4 separate regions of the Sus scrofa genome follow, and regions 1, 2 and 4 are each linked to region 3. Evidence: chromatin contacts called from public HiChIP or PLAC-seq data. All regions are on one chromosome and are shown on one strand. The core of a region is the stretch at or near the end of the contact, and the rest is flanking DNA. Distances in the headings are between cores, read along the strand shown. Region 1 has its middle 370 kb from the start of MAFB. Region 2 has its middle 350 kb from the start of MAFB. Region 3 holds the start of MAFB (transcription factor MafB). Region 4 holds the start of TOP1 (DNA topoisomerase 1).

Evidence for each region. HiChIP or PLAC-seq counts read pairs in DNA pulled down with a chosen protein or histone mark.
Region 1: a contact with region 3 is called in an H3K27ac HiChIP or PLAC-seq map of skeletal muscle, with 8 times the contacts expected there. The contact joins the enhancer-like site here to the promoter of MAFB in region 3. A contact is called at or near these places in 2 of 5 promoter capture datasets (fetal skeletal muscle and skeletal muscle), 8 of 47 Hi-C or Micro-C datasets (alveolar macrophages, embryonic fibroblasts, heart right ventricle and 3 more) and 2 of 2 datasets of contacts at active chromatin or transcription factors (alveolar macrophages and skeletal muscle).
Region 2: a contact with region 3 is called in an H3K27ac HiChIP or PLAC-seq map of skeletal muscle. The contact joins the enhancer-like site here to the promoter of MAFB in region 3. A contact is called at or near these places in 2 of 5 promoter capture datasets (fetal skeletal muscle and skeletal muscle), 4 of 47 Hi-C or Micro-C datasets (heart right ventricle, psoas muscle and skeletal muscle) and 2 of 2 datasets of contacts at active chromatin or transcription factors (alveolar macrophages and skeletal muscle).
Region 4: an H3K27ac HiChIP or PLAC-seq map of alveolar macrophages shows a contact between it and region 3. The contact joins the promoter of TOP1 here to the promoter of MAFB in region 3. A contact is called at or near these places in 1 of 47 Hi-C or Micro-C datasets (heart right ventricle) and 1 of 2 datasets of contacts at active chromatin or transcription factors (alveolar macrophages).

What each region holds. Positions count from the first base shown.
Region 1 is chr17:43,044,451-43,047,150 of Sscrofa11.1, forward strand. No RefSeq gene overlaps it. Among named protein-coding and RNA genes, the nearest start is that of MAFB, 370 kb to the right of the region's middle. Within about 2 kb of position 1,276, at least 13 of the 83 cell types and tissues checked have an H3K27ac peak or open chromatin away from gene starts, as enhancers often do. A contact at or near this core is called in fetal skeletal muscle and skeletal muscle, where this site is marked.
Region 2 is chr17:43,062,345-43,065,044 of Sscrofa11.1, forward strand. No RefSeq gene overlaps it. Among named protein-coding and RNA genes, the nearest start is that of MAFB, 350 kb to the right of the region's middle. Within about 2 kb of position 1,372, at least 3 of the 83 cell types and tissues checked have an H3K27ac peak or open chromatin away from gene starts, as enhancers often do. A contact at or near this core is called in alveolar macrophages, fetal skeletal muscle and skeletal muscle, where this site is marked.
Region 3 is chr17:43,410,264-43,413,110 of Sscrofa11.1, forward strand. It overlaps MAFB (transcription factor MafB), which reads right to left and starts at 1,519. Exons shown (of 1, transcript XM_013985377.2): 1 at 1-1,519. The coding sequence starts at 1,096. The coding sequence ends at 125.
Region 4 is chr17:43,708,909-43,711,613 of Sscrofa11.1, forward strand. TOP1 (DNA topoisomerase 1) reads left to right here and starts at 1,362. Exons shown (of 21, transcript XM_021078395.1): 1 at 1,362-1,704; 2 at 2,028-2,052. The coding sequence starts at 1,672.

The sequences.
Region 1 (2,700 bases), core at 26-2,525, 370 kb before region 3:
TGAGACCCACAAAATGAGGTCACCAGATAAACTCAGCCCCACAACAAGTCTGTCCCAGGTATAAACATTTCCCAAGTCCTTTCGTGAGCTCAGAGCAGTGTGGGGTGCCTCCAAAGGGAAGCACCTTTATGTCTTTATCTTGTTTGATGCTCCCATTAGCCTCTCACATATGTGCAGCAGGGAAGTTTCTTACAGGTCCAGCTAGGTCCCAGGGATATGGTGATTAGCAGAAATCAAGATGGCTGTCTCAGAATCCAATAAAAGAGATGTGTGTTCATCAGCTAGTCGCATCTACAATTGGGCTCTTCCAAAGTGATTTACACCTTCCGCAGGAGCGGACCGGAGTCCTCTGCAAGTTCCAGGAAGCATAGCATCATGGTTAAGATTGGAGACCTTGGAGCCAGTTGACTTGGGGTCAGATCTCTGCTCTGACAGTTGTGCTGTGAGACCTTGGCCAAATGATTTGGTCTTTCTGTACCTCATCTGTAAAACAAGGCTAATAATAGCACCTACATCATGCCGTCTTTATAGGATTAAGTGAGATCATATTTGTGAAACACCTGGAATGGTGCAGAGGAAGGATGTAGCTAAGGAACCCCCAACTAAGGAGCCCTGGGCAGGGGAGGTCATTATTCTGACCTAGCTGATGAGGGGATAGAGATCAGGGAGATGATCTGACTCTCTCCAAGTCCCCTGCTCTGTGTCAAGGGTGGCTAAGCCTGTCCCTTCCCAAACCTGGCCCTCTGCCGCCTTTGCTGGGCCGCCTACTGACTTGGCAGAGGGACTCATCAGGGAGGCCCAGCCTCAGGCACGGCTCACTCTCACCTCCACAGAAGCAGCCTCCCTATCATAACACATCTCTGTTTAAGAAACATAAACCACCCTTTGGCAGCTTCTCAAGTAAATGTCAGAGTCAATAAAGAGCTCCCTCCCCTCACCCCACTTTCCAGCCTGGACCGCAAGCCTCAGCCTTATGGGGAAACACATGGGAACTCACTCAACAGGTTTCCCCACCAGGCACGCCAGAACGGGCAGGCCCCAAGGAGCCCAGGCTGGGAGGACCCACTCTCCGAGCTGCCAGTGCCCCCGCTGACCCAGCGCAGGCAGTCTCCCTTTCCTCCTGTCTGAACCTGCTGCCCCTAGAGGGGCTGATGTCACTAATCCCGCCCATGTAGCTGCAGGCCACCTCAGGCTCCCAGCACCGATTACTCCCCCACCCCTGCCCAGCTCTGCCCAGGGCCTGCCTCCTCCCTGCTGGCTTCTCTCCAGCCATGGCTGAGAGCCCAGGTTGAGAAAGTGAAGGCCTGGCCCAGTGGTGAGCATCTCAGCCAGGCGACCTAGCCCGAGCATGACAAATAATATCTCTACTTGTCTAACCTGGCAGTGAGAACTGGGCCAAAGGGCCAAGTCCCAAATCTGGGTCTTCAAAGAATAGAAGAGACCCTGGAAACTAGATGACAACATCAGAACAAGCTCCAAATCTCTAAGGAATTATTCCAAGAAGAAATCACACCCAATTCCCAAACTGTGAGTGTAAATGGCTACTCAGAAAACCATTAGCTGTGCCTACCCTTCCATTTCTAATTAGCAACCTCCTTGCACCCCTGGACTATATTGGGGACAGATCATGTTCACATTCTCTTAAGGTGGAAGCTGAGGCCATACTGATGGAAGCTGAGGCCATACTGAGGGCTCCTGAGGACAGCAAAGGTGGTGAGGAAGCAGGTGCTTGGCTCAGAATTGGCAGAACAAGCCAGGGACTCCAGAGTGCAATCAGATTCAGCACAAGGAAAAAAAAAAAAAGCATAAAAACAGTAACAACAGCTGACATTTTATGCTAAATGTTTTATATACATGGGCCCATTGAAACCTCACAACCACTCGGAAAGGTCAATGTTGATATTTTCCACTCTACAGATGAGGAAAGATGAGTCTGATAGAGAAGTGCTCGCCCAAGGCTATTTAGATGAAGATGGCAGCCCTCATGCAAACCCAATATGCCGAACTCCTGGGCAGACCCTCATGAATAGTAGCTGGTCAGCATTCCCCCTGCTTCTGCTTGTGAAGGGTCATGGTTCCACCAACAACAGGAACCAATTTCTCTGCTTCTGTTACCCTCACCTGGATCTTTAAAGCTCTAGATCCAATGCCAGACATGTAAATTTGACATCTCCTTGTTGGGCGCTGGGAACTGATCCAATATTAGTCATTGGCCAGGTAACCAGCAGCATGGGAGTTCTGGAGTCAGACATGAGCATGTTACCCATCCGCACAACAGATGGACTGGGTGGCCTTGGTAATTTTCATATACTTCTTTAAACTGTAGGCTTCATATCTATAAACCCAGGGCAATCCTCATTACGATAGTGGGCAGGGCAGGGGTGGGTAAGGTGGCATATACATCTGAAATTCTGTAGTCAGCTAGACTGCAAACTCTTTGAAGGAAGGAAGCAGTTATATCTGCTGTATTCATAGCATCTAGTCTTCTATCTGATACATGCTTTGCTCAATAAATTTCTGTTGAAGGATGCACGGATAAATGTGTTGAGGGTGACGTATACAGTCCATGGGAAACAACACATATGACCATGGATGGTGCTTGGCTAAACAAACGTGAGGACTTGCATGGAATAGAATGCTAGGTAGTCATTTTAAAAAGGGGGGAGGGAATGCAGCTCTCTATGTAATCATGAAAGGTGG
Region 2 (2,700 bases), core at 122-2,621, 350 kb before region 3:
AAAGTGAGAATTGCAACAATTTTTATTTGTTATTTGTTATTTATTTGTATTTATGTATTTATTTATTTCGCTTTTTAGGGCCTCACCCGAGACATATGGAGGTTCCCAGGCTAGGGGTCCAATCAACATGAACCTGCAACCTCATGGTTCCTAGTTAGATTCGTTTCTGCTGTGCCACGATGGGAACTCCTCCTCTTGCAACATTTTTTAATGTCCCATGTGGGTTTCTCCACAGTCGCAGTCACCCTACATCTAACCTAGAGGAACCTAATAGATACTTGTAGTTGTAGGAGAAATTGGAGGATGGTGGCTGGACTCACCTCCAGCTTGGAGACATGGACTCTTTGCTGGAAAGATACATCTAACTGGGAAAGAATGCAAGTGTGGCTAATCTTTGATCCTGTTTGAAGAGGAAAGCCTGACAATGAAATCCATACTGATAATGTCATTGAAAGGGCTCCTATTTCCTGGGAATCTCCAGTCTGAACCAATTTCCATTTGTCCCTCCCCATTCTCTCTATTTTTGCCTGGACTCGTCAAGGATGGCATAATCATAATTGAAGGGACAAATATCACCACAGTTTGATATTGGCCAAAAAAAAAAGGGGGGGGGGTTGCTAACATAGTCATTAACAGGAAAAAGCTTTAAAATCAGCCTGCCCATGGATTCACATATGGGAGGAACTTAGAACAGTGTGTCACAGAGAAAGTGCTTCTTATGTGTTGGTTGTTATTATTTTTTTATTTCTATTAAAATTGAAGTACTGTATTTCAGCTCTAAATGTGTCTGTCCAGCATCTCCAACCCTCCAGCCAAGACAGCCTTATATTTTCCATGAGAAGCAGCAAGACTTACTCTTGCTGTCTTAAACGCAGGGTTCCCTGCAGAGCGGGTTTCTCTGTGACCACCCAGTCAGTGTCTGCTTTGCATGCGGGCACCTTGTTTAGAACTAATGCCCCGTCCTGACCTTCAATCCATTTGGCTTGGGCTTGGACACCTGTTCCAGCCTTAACAGCCTCTCCCCACACATCCATGCCATTTCCCAAAGCAGGCAGTCCGCCCAGAGCCTGACCTGGCTTGACTGCCACTCCTAGGCGACTGCCTCCAGATCAGACCTTTTTAGACTTTCTTTCTAGACCAGCTCACAGCCTGATCACCACGCCCCTTTCTCATCTAATTCAACACAAGCCCTGCCCCCACCTGGATACATCCTTTCCCAACAAGCCTGAGTATCTGAATTCCCAACCTGACCCCATTCAAGGCATGATACTCGGGATCTTGGAACTCTAAACCCCCCGCTGTATAGATGAGGCTTGGTGGCTGAGGGCGGGGAGTGCATTCCCCCATGTCACACCCTGAGTGTATGACAGATGTAGGAAAAAACCCCAGCCCATGAGGAACATTTGTCTTGGAATATTGTTACGATTCCAGAAGCTATGGCTTATGTTTCCTCAGCTTGTCCTCACACAACCTCTGAGAGAACTTCTTTCTGAGACCATGCTGAGCAGGTAATTCCTTCCCTCGAAGTAGTCAAGGTCCTCGGATGCAAATGTCCTTCTCACTTTGGTGTTCAGGAATTGTCAGAGCATTGTGGTCCACCGGAGCCTGTGGAGGCGGAAAGAGAGTAAGAGAACAATCACTGGATCCATGAAGCAGTAAAAAAAAAAAAAAAAAAAAAAAAAGAAAGAAAAGAAAAAAAAAAAAGAACATCAAAGCTTCCTTTGGCTTTCTGTGAGCTGATAAAAAAAATCAGGGAGGGGACCAAGGTATCCATATAATTGTTTCAATTCTCCACAGTGTGTTGGTCCTCTGTCAGAGCCTATTAATTGACACACTGAGACATCTGAACATCCATAGGCGTCCTTATGATCACATCCAGACCAGCATAGACATGTGCCTGGAAAATGTACAGAAAGCCCCAATTTAGGAGGGCTATGGCCCTTTGGGGCTGAGGGGTCCTTCCATATTTGACTCTCTGCTGCCAAACTGTGTTTCCAATCCTGGGCATTTCCATCCTGGCCGTTTTCTGAATTAGGCCAAAATAAAGTACCAGAGGAAAGAGTCCTGGACTTGACATAATTTTGAGTCTCATCTCCTCTATCTATTTCATATAACCCATGGGGACCACAGTGTCTTGCTCTTAAAATTAAGAAGGAAGGGAGAAAGGGGGAGGAAGAAAGGGAGGGAAGGAGAGAGGGAGAAAAAAAAGAAAGAGGAAGGAAGGAAGGAAGGAAGGGAGGAAGGCAGGCGGGCAAAGGTGCTTTGCATGTTGCAAAAATGTAACAAAAATATTCAACTTCCTCTTTGACTATGCAGCAAAGATCCTCCAAGAAGAGCAGAAAATAGAGGATGTCAGATGTGAATAGATGGTGGGGATACACAGTCTCAAATGTTCGATTCCCTCATCTGCAAAGTGGAAACAAGAATAATATCACTTTATAAGGGTGTTTTAAGATGCGGAAGATAACGATGGGCGGGCGTATATGGTGACTAATTAAAAATACAAGTCATGTTTTGAAAACATGAACTCTAGTAGAACATTCCTTGCTGCTCCACCTGATCTTGGGAGGCATTAAGTCTATTTGCAGCTCCCCTGAAATGACGTGATGAGGTCCTTCCCTGAATTCAGAGGTGTTTTTGAGATAAGTTTCTCAGATTCCAAGCAGTCTTTTCTAAAGGCCTTAGGTCAACTGAAGGGAA
Region 3 (2,847 bases), core at 269-2,768:
CCTCAAGTCAAACAGGTCAAGGCTGGGGCTGTGGCAGGGACAGGGTCCGGGGGAGTCCAGGGCTGGGGACACGGGACGGGGAGTCCGGGCCAGGGCAAGGGCGGGGGCCGGGACCGGCCACGACTCACAGAAAGAACTCGGGAGAGGAGGGGCTGTCGCTGGTGGAGCCCGCCTCCCTGAAGCCGGAGTTGGCGAGTTTCTCACACTTGACCTTGTAGGCGTCTCTTTCGCGGGCCAGCCGGGACACCTCCTGCTTAAGCTGCTCCACCTGCTGAATGAGCTGTGTCTTCTCATTCTCCAGGTGGTGCTTCTGCTGGACGCGTTTATACCTGCACGACTGGGCGTAGCCCCGGTTCTTCAGGGTCCGCCGCTTCTGCTTCAGGCGGATCACCTCGTCCTTGGTGAAGCCCCGCAGGTGGCGGTTCAGCTCGCGCACGGACATGGACACGAGCTGGTCGTCAGAGAAGCGGTCCTCCACGCTGCCGCTACCGCCAGCCGCCGTCGCGGTGGCCGCCGCGTGCGGCCCAGGCCCGGGATGGCTGGTGGGCAGCTGCTGCGCGGGGCTGGCCGCGCTGGACGGCGGTGGCGATGCTTGGTGATGATGGTGATGGTGTGGATGCGCGTGCGGGCCCAGCTCGTCGTGGGCCACACCGGCGCCCGGGTAAGCGTGGTGCGGGTGTGGGTGGTGGTGGTGATGGTGGTGGTGCGCGCCTCGGAAGCCGTCGAAGCTCTGCAACGGCTGTGGCACTGGGTGCGAGCCGATGAGCGCCTCCACCGCGTCTTCGGGCGTCAGGTTGAGCGCCTCGGGGTTCATCTGCTGGTAGTTGCTCGCCATCCAGTACAGGTCCTCGAGGTGGGTCTTCTGTTCGGTGGGGCTGAAGCTGGGCGACGAGGGCACCGAGCTGCACGGCGTGCTGAGAGGTGTAGACGACACCGAGCCAGCTGGCTGCAGGCGCGTGCAGGGCCGGCCCGGGCGCTCCGCGCGCCCCAGCGGCTCCTTCTTTACGTCGAACTTGAGCAGGTCGAAGTCGTTGACGTACTCCATGGCCAGCGGGCTGGTGGGCAGCTCGGGCCCCATGCTCAGCTCCGCGGCCATCGCTCACGCGAGGCGCAGTCGCCGCTGCCGCCCGGGAAACTTTGCGACCGGCCGGGACGCGCCGAGCCGGGAGCGGGGGCGAAGAGCGGCGAGCCCGGGAGGCGGGGAGCCGAGGGCTCAGCGGGCCGGGGCCGCCGGCCAAGCCTTTGTCTGGGGACGCGGCGGCGCGCCGGAGAGTCCCGAGGCTGCCTGCGCCGCCCCAGAGCTCAGGGATGTGGCCGCGCCGGGGCCGGGACGGCCTGGGAGGGGTGGAGAAGCGAGCGGGACGCGGGGGCTGAACCGAGGGGAGGCGCCGGGCGAGCGCCCGCGGCTCGCTCTCTAGCTCTCTTGCTGTTGGTCTCTCTCGATCGCAGCCGCTCGCAGCCCGGCGGTGCAGCTGTGCGGGATCCGGCGCCGCCACTGCCTTTTATCGCCTCCCTGATGTCACTGGGGCGCGGGGGCCCGGGCGGCCCAGAGCGCTGGCCAATGGCTGCACGGGCCCCACGGCCCGGCGGCGCAGGGCGGGGCGCGCCTGACAGCTCCTCCGCCCCCAGTGTCAGCTGACTGGCGGCGCGAGCAGCCGAAGAGCCGCTGAGGCCTGGCGGAGGGCTGGAGCCAAGTGGGACCGCCGGCCCGGGCCCAGCCCCCACCCCCTCGGAGTCCTGGTCTCCGCCAGCTCTTCGGTGCCCCCCCCCCACCTTATCCACCCCTTCGCGCGCTCTCCTCCTTCTTTACCCTTGTGCCCCCTCCCCTCCCACCAGCCCATATCAACCCCCAGGAGGCTCAGAATGAGCGCCGGGATGGCACCTCTCTGGCCCATTGTTCCCTAGCGTCCCCCGCCCAGTGGGGGACGCTCCGTGTGCCGCTGGGTCTCGGGCCGGTGTATGCGGTGCAAGGCTGTGTTTCTACAGATCTGCTCGCGTTTGTGTGTTGCGGGGTGGGGTGGGGGGGCGAGGTCGGGGCTCCAAGAGTTGTGTTCAGATCCAACTCTTAACCTCCTCGGGCCAAGCAGGGTCTGCCCCCCTCCTGGAGGGTGCAGTGCCCGGGCCCGGATTTAGAACTCCGCTGGCCGCGCAGCTCCCTGCTCACCCCACCCACAAATGCACAAGATGAAGGGAGCTGGGAAGGAATCGGCCCAAAGGCTCAGAAGCCCTCTCCCAGGCAAATGCACGGAACCCTGAATTCGCCGAGGCTGGGGGCTGAGGCCAGCCCAGGACGGTGCTCCGGGTGGCTCTTGGCTGCTGCGAATCCGGCCCTGTTTTTGTTTGAACGTTTTGTAACGATTAAGCAGATCCCGGCGTCAGCCCAAGGTGGAGAGGCTCAAACAGGCATAAAGTGCGACCCCAAGTGGCCACTTCGCGCAAAGGCGCGCTGAACCGCGGGACCCGCAGCAGAAAGGCTCGGCCGACGCCTGAGACCCAACTGGGTCTCCCCAACACGCCCAATTCAACCTGGCCCAGAAAGTAGGCTGTGTGCGCACCGGAGCTCAGGACAGGTTCCTCTGGGGCCACGCACAGGTTCTCGGTTCGGTTCTCGGACTCAGTCGCGATTTCCGCGCTGATGTCCCCCATGGAACTCTGTGCCCCAGCTGGGGGTGGGGGCGGGGGTGGGGAGATGCCCGGCGGCAGCTCCTTGAGCTGGAAACTCCTAGGCAGAGTTAGGCCGAGGGCCGAAAGAGGAAATGCTCCAGCCAGGGGCCCCAGAGCTGTGCAATGAGAAACCTCCGCTAAGCGCAGACGGGGACCCCGGAGCGTACCGTACTAAAGGCATTG
Region 4 (2,705 bases), core at 112-2,611, 300 kb after region 3:
TCAAAATTAGATTGGTTTATGGAGTTCTCTCTTGGTCCAGTGGGTTAAGAATCCTGGGTTGTCATTGCTGTGGCTCTGGTTACAATTGTAGCACGTTTCATCCCCAGACAGGGAACTTCCGCATGCATGAGTGTGACCAGGAAGAAAAAAAAAAAAAAAGAACTTTGAACTTTGTACTAAGATGAGAAGTACTGTTGGAGGGGATAATAGATCTGGTGTAGAGAAATTACTTTGGCTACTGTTGCAGAGCAACTTGTGAGAGGGCCAGAAGGGAAGCAGGGATCCCTGTTAGGAATGTATTATGTAGTATAATCCAAGCAAGAGATAATGCAGACTTCGACAGGTGTGTGGCCAAGGGAAAGATTGAAAACATGCAATCAGCTGGATGAATGAGAAAGAAAAGGAAGATGTCCAGGGTGGAGCTTTTCTAACTGGGTGGTGGAGGAAGATGGTGAGTTTAGGGAAGTTTGTGAGGTATCCAAAAGGAGATGTCAAGTAGGCAGTTAGTAGGTCACTTATCTCTGACACAATTAAACTTTAGTAAAATAGGCGACCTCAAAGAGCTATTGTGTCAAATCAGAGCAGAGTAGATGCTCCATAAGCGGCAGTTCTCTCTCCAATTCCTCTCCCCTAGGCCTCTTTGCGCGCTAAGGATACAGCAGGGCACAGAGCCAGGTCGTGTTCACCCCGCGATCTGGTTCTCTTTGGTCCCTATCCTATCCTTTTTCTTAACGCAATTCCTGGCTCAGGAAGGTCTGAAGAAAGAACTAATGAAATTAGGCCTCTTGAGACCCAGGGCCACACGTACCCGACTGAAAACGGGAGCTAAACCAGACTTTTGGTGGGCTGAAAAAAAATAAAATAAATTTTAAGAAAGCATGAAATAATCGAGGAATTGGAAAGCCTGGACAAAGGCTGGGGAAGGAGCTCCTCCCATCAAATAGCCTCGGAGTATGGTTAACGAGAGAGGAATAGCCGGTGAGAGCTCAGGGGCCCTGAACGCCAGGGTTTCTGAATCTCCGAGAAGAGGAAAAAGCGAGACAGAAGCACGGACCAGGCCTGGCGCGGTCCCGCCGCGGCCTTTAAAGGCCCACCACGTGGCCGAGTGGCCGGCCCCGGTCCGGAGGCGGTGTCCGGGCTGAGCCTGCGCACAGCCTAGGGGAGGGGCCTGGTTTCCGAGAAAAGGCGCTGGGAGAGGAAAAGAAGGCTGCTCAGGATGTGCGGCCGTGGGAGGAGTCAACTTCTCATGCAAATCACAGCGGCGCGCGAGGACTAAGGGGCGGGGCTTACGATGCAAAGCCAGGTCCTCCTTGGGAAGTGCGAGGGGGCGGGCCCCACAACCCTCGGCCTCCTTCCGCGAGTCTCTGACGTCAGCGACGTCTCATTTAAAAGCGGCCGCGCAGGCGCAGTGAGCCGAAATGCGAACTTAGGCTGTTACACAACTGCTGGGGTCTGCTCTCGCCTCCCGCCCGGCAGTCAGTCAGCGTCGCCGCCGCTGTCGCCGCCTCAGCCTTACCGGGAGTCTCAGGCCCGCCCCGCCGACGTTTACTCGCGCTTCCGGGAGCCTTCGGGAGCCTCCGGAAGCCCCTGTCCACCCGCACAGGCCGGTAGCGACCGTCTGCGTCTCCTCGGCGCCCCTCGCCGCCCGCCGCACTCGCCACTCCTGCCGACATGAGTGGGGACCATCTCCACACCGATTCCCAGGTACGGCCCTGCCCGACCCGCCTGGGTCCCCGGCGCCGCCCCGGCCCTCCAAGACCCCCGGCGCAGGCCCCGGCCTCGGCCTGGCCGCTTTGACAGGCCGGAACCCCTGGGTAGGGGCGGCCGGCCGGAGGCGATGGGCTCCCCGGGCGGAAGCCGCCAACTTCCAATTTTGGGGGGCTGGCGGGCCCTGGCGGCCGTTCCCGGGGCCCCTCCATCCCGGGGGGCGCAGGGTGGGACCGGCCCACGGCCGCGCGCGCTCGCCCGCCGGCCGCCGCGGGGTGAATGTGCCTGTTGTTTCACGGTCCCTCCTTTTCTCTCCCCAGATCGAGGCGGATTTCCGACTGAATGGTGAGTGTGCCCCCTCCCCGACCCCGGGTCCCCGGCCGCCCGGCCCGAGCCGGGCAGAGGACAGACATGGCGTCCCAGAGACTAAGTCCCGGCTTCTCGCTCACCGGCCCCATTGTTCCCATCGGGCCGCCTCTGGACCCCCTTTCCGGGGACCCCACTGCCCCCATATCGCGGCCCTCCCAAGAGGGGGCAACGGAGACCCCGCGTCGCCCGTCACCGGGCGTCGGGCAGCCTTTCCGGGCCCGGATTCCTCCCGGGAAAGTCGCCCTGTCGACAGTCGGGACTTAGTCTCTGCGCCATTTTCTTTTTCTCTCTCCTCTCCTTTCTGTGCTTGTGTCTCTTTCTCTCCCTCCCTCGGCTCCTTCCCTGAGCTGCCCAGAAAGAGCTTTCTGCAGAGCAAAGCCATATAAATCACAGACCTCAGCAGAGGGAAGGGTGGGAGCCTGAATTGTTACTATTTTTTTCCAAAGAGAACTTTATTTGAGGGGTTATTCCCCTACTGCTTCTTGTTTGTTTCCTTTTCTGCTTCCAGAATGAAAGATACCCTTGAGCAACTGTTGATCCCCCCACCCCTTCGGTGAGATGTTTGATGGTTAGAATTAGGGCTCTAAAACTAAAGCCCTCCTTTGTGGAGTTCTTCACCTTTTGAGATT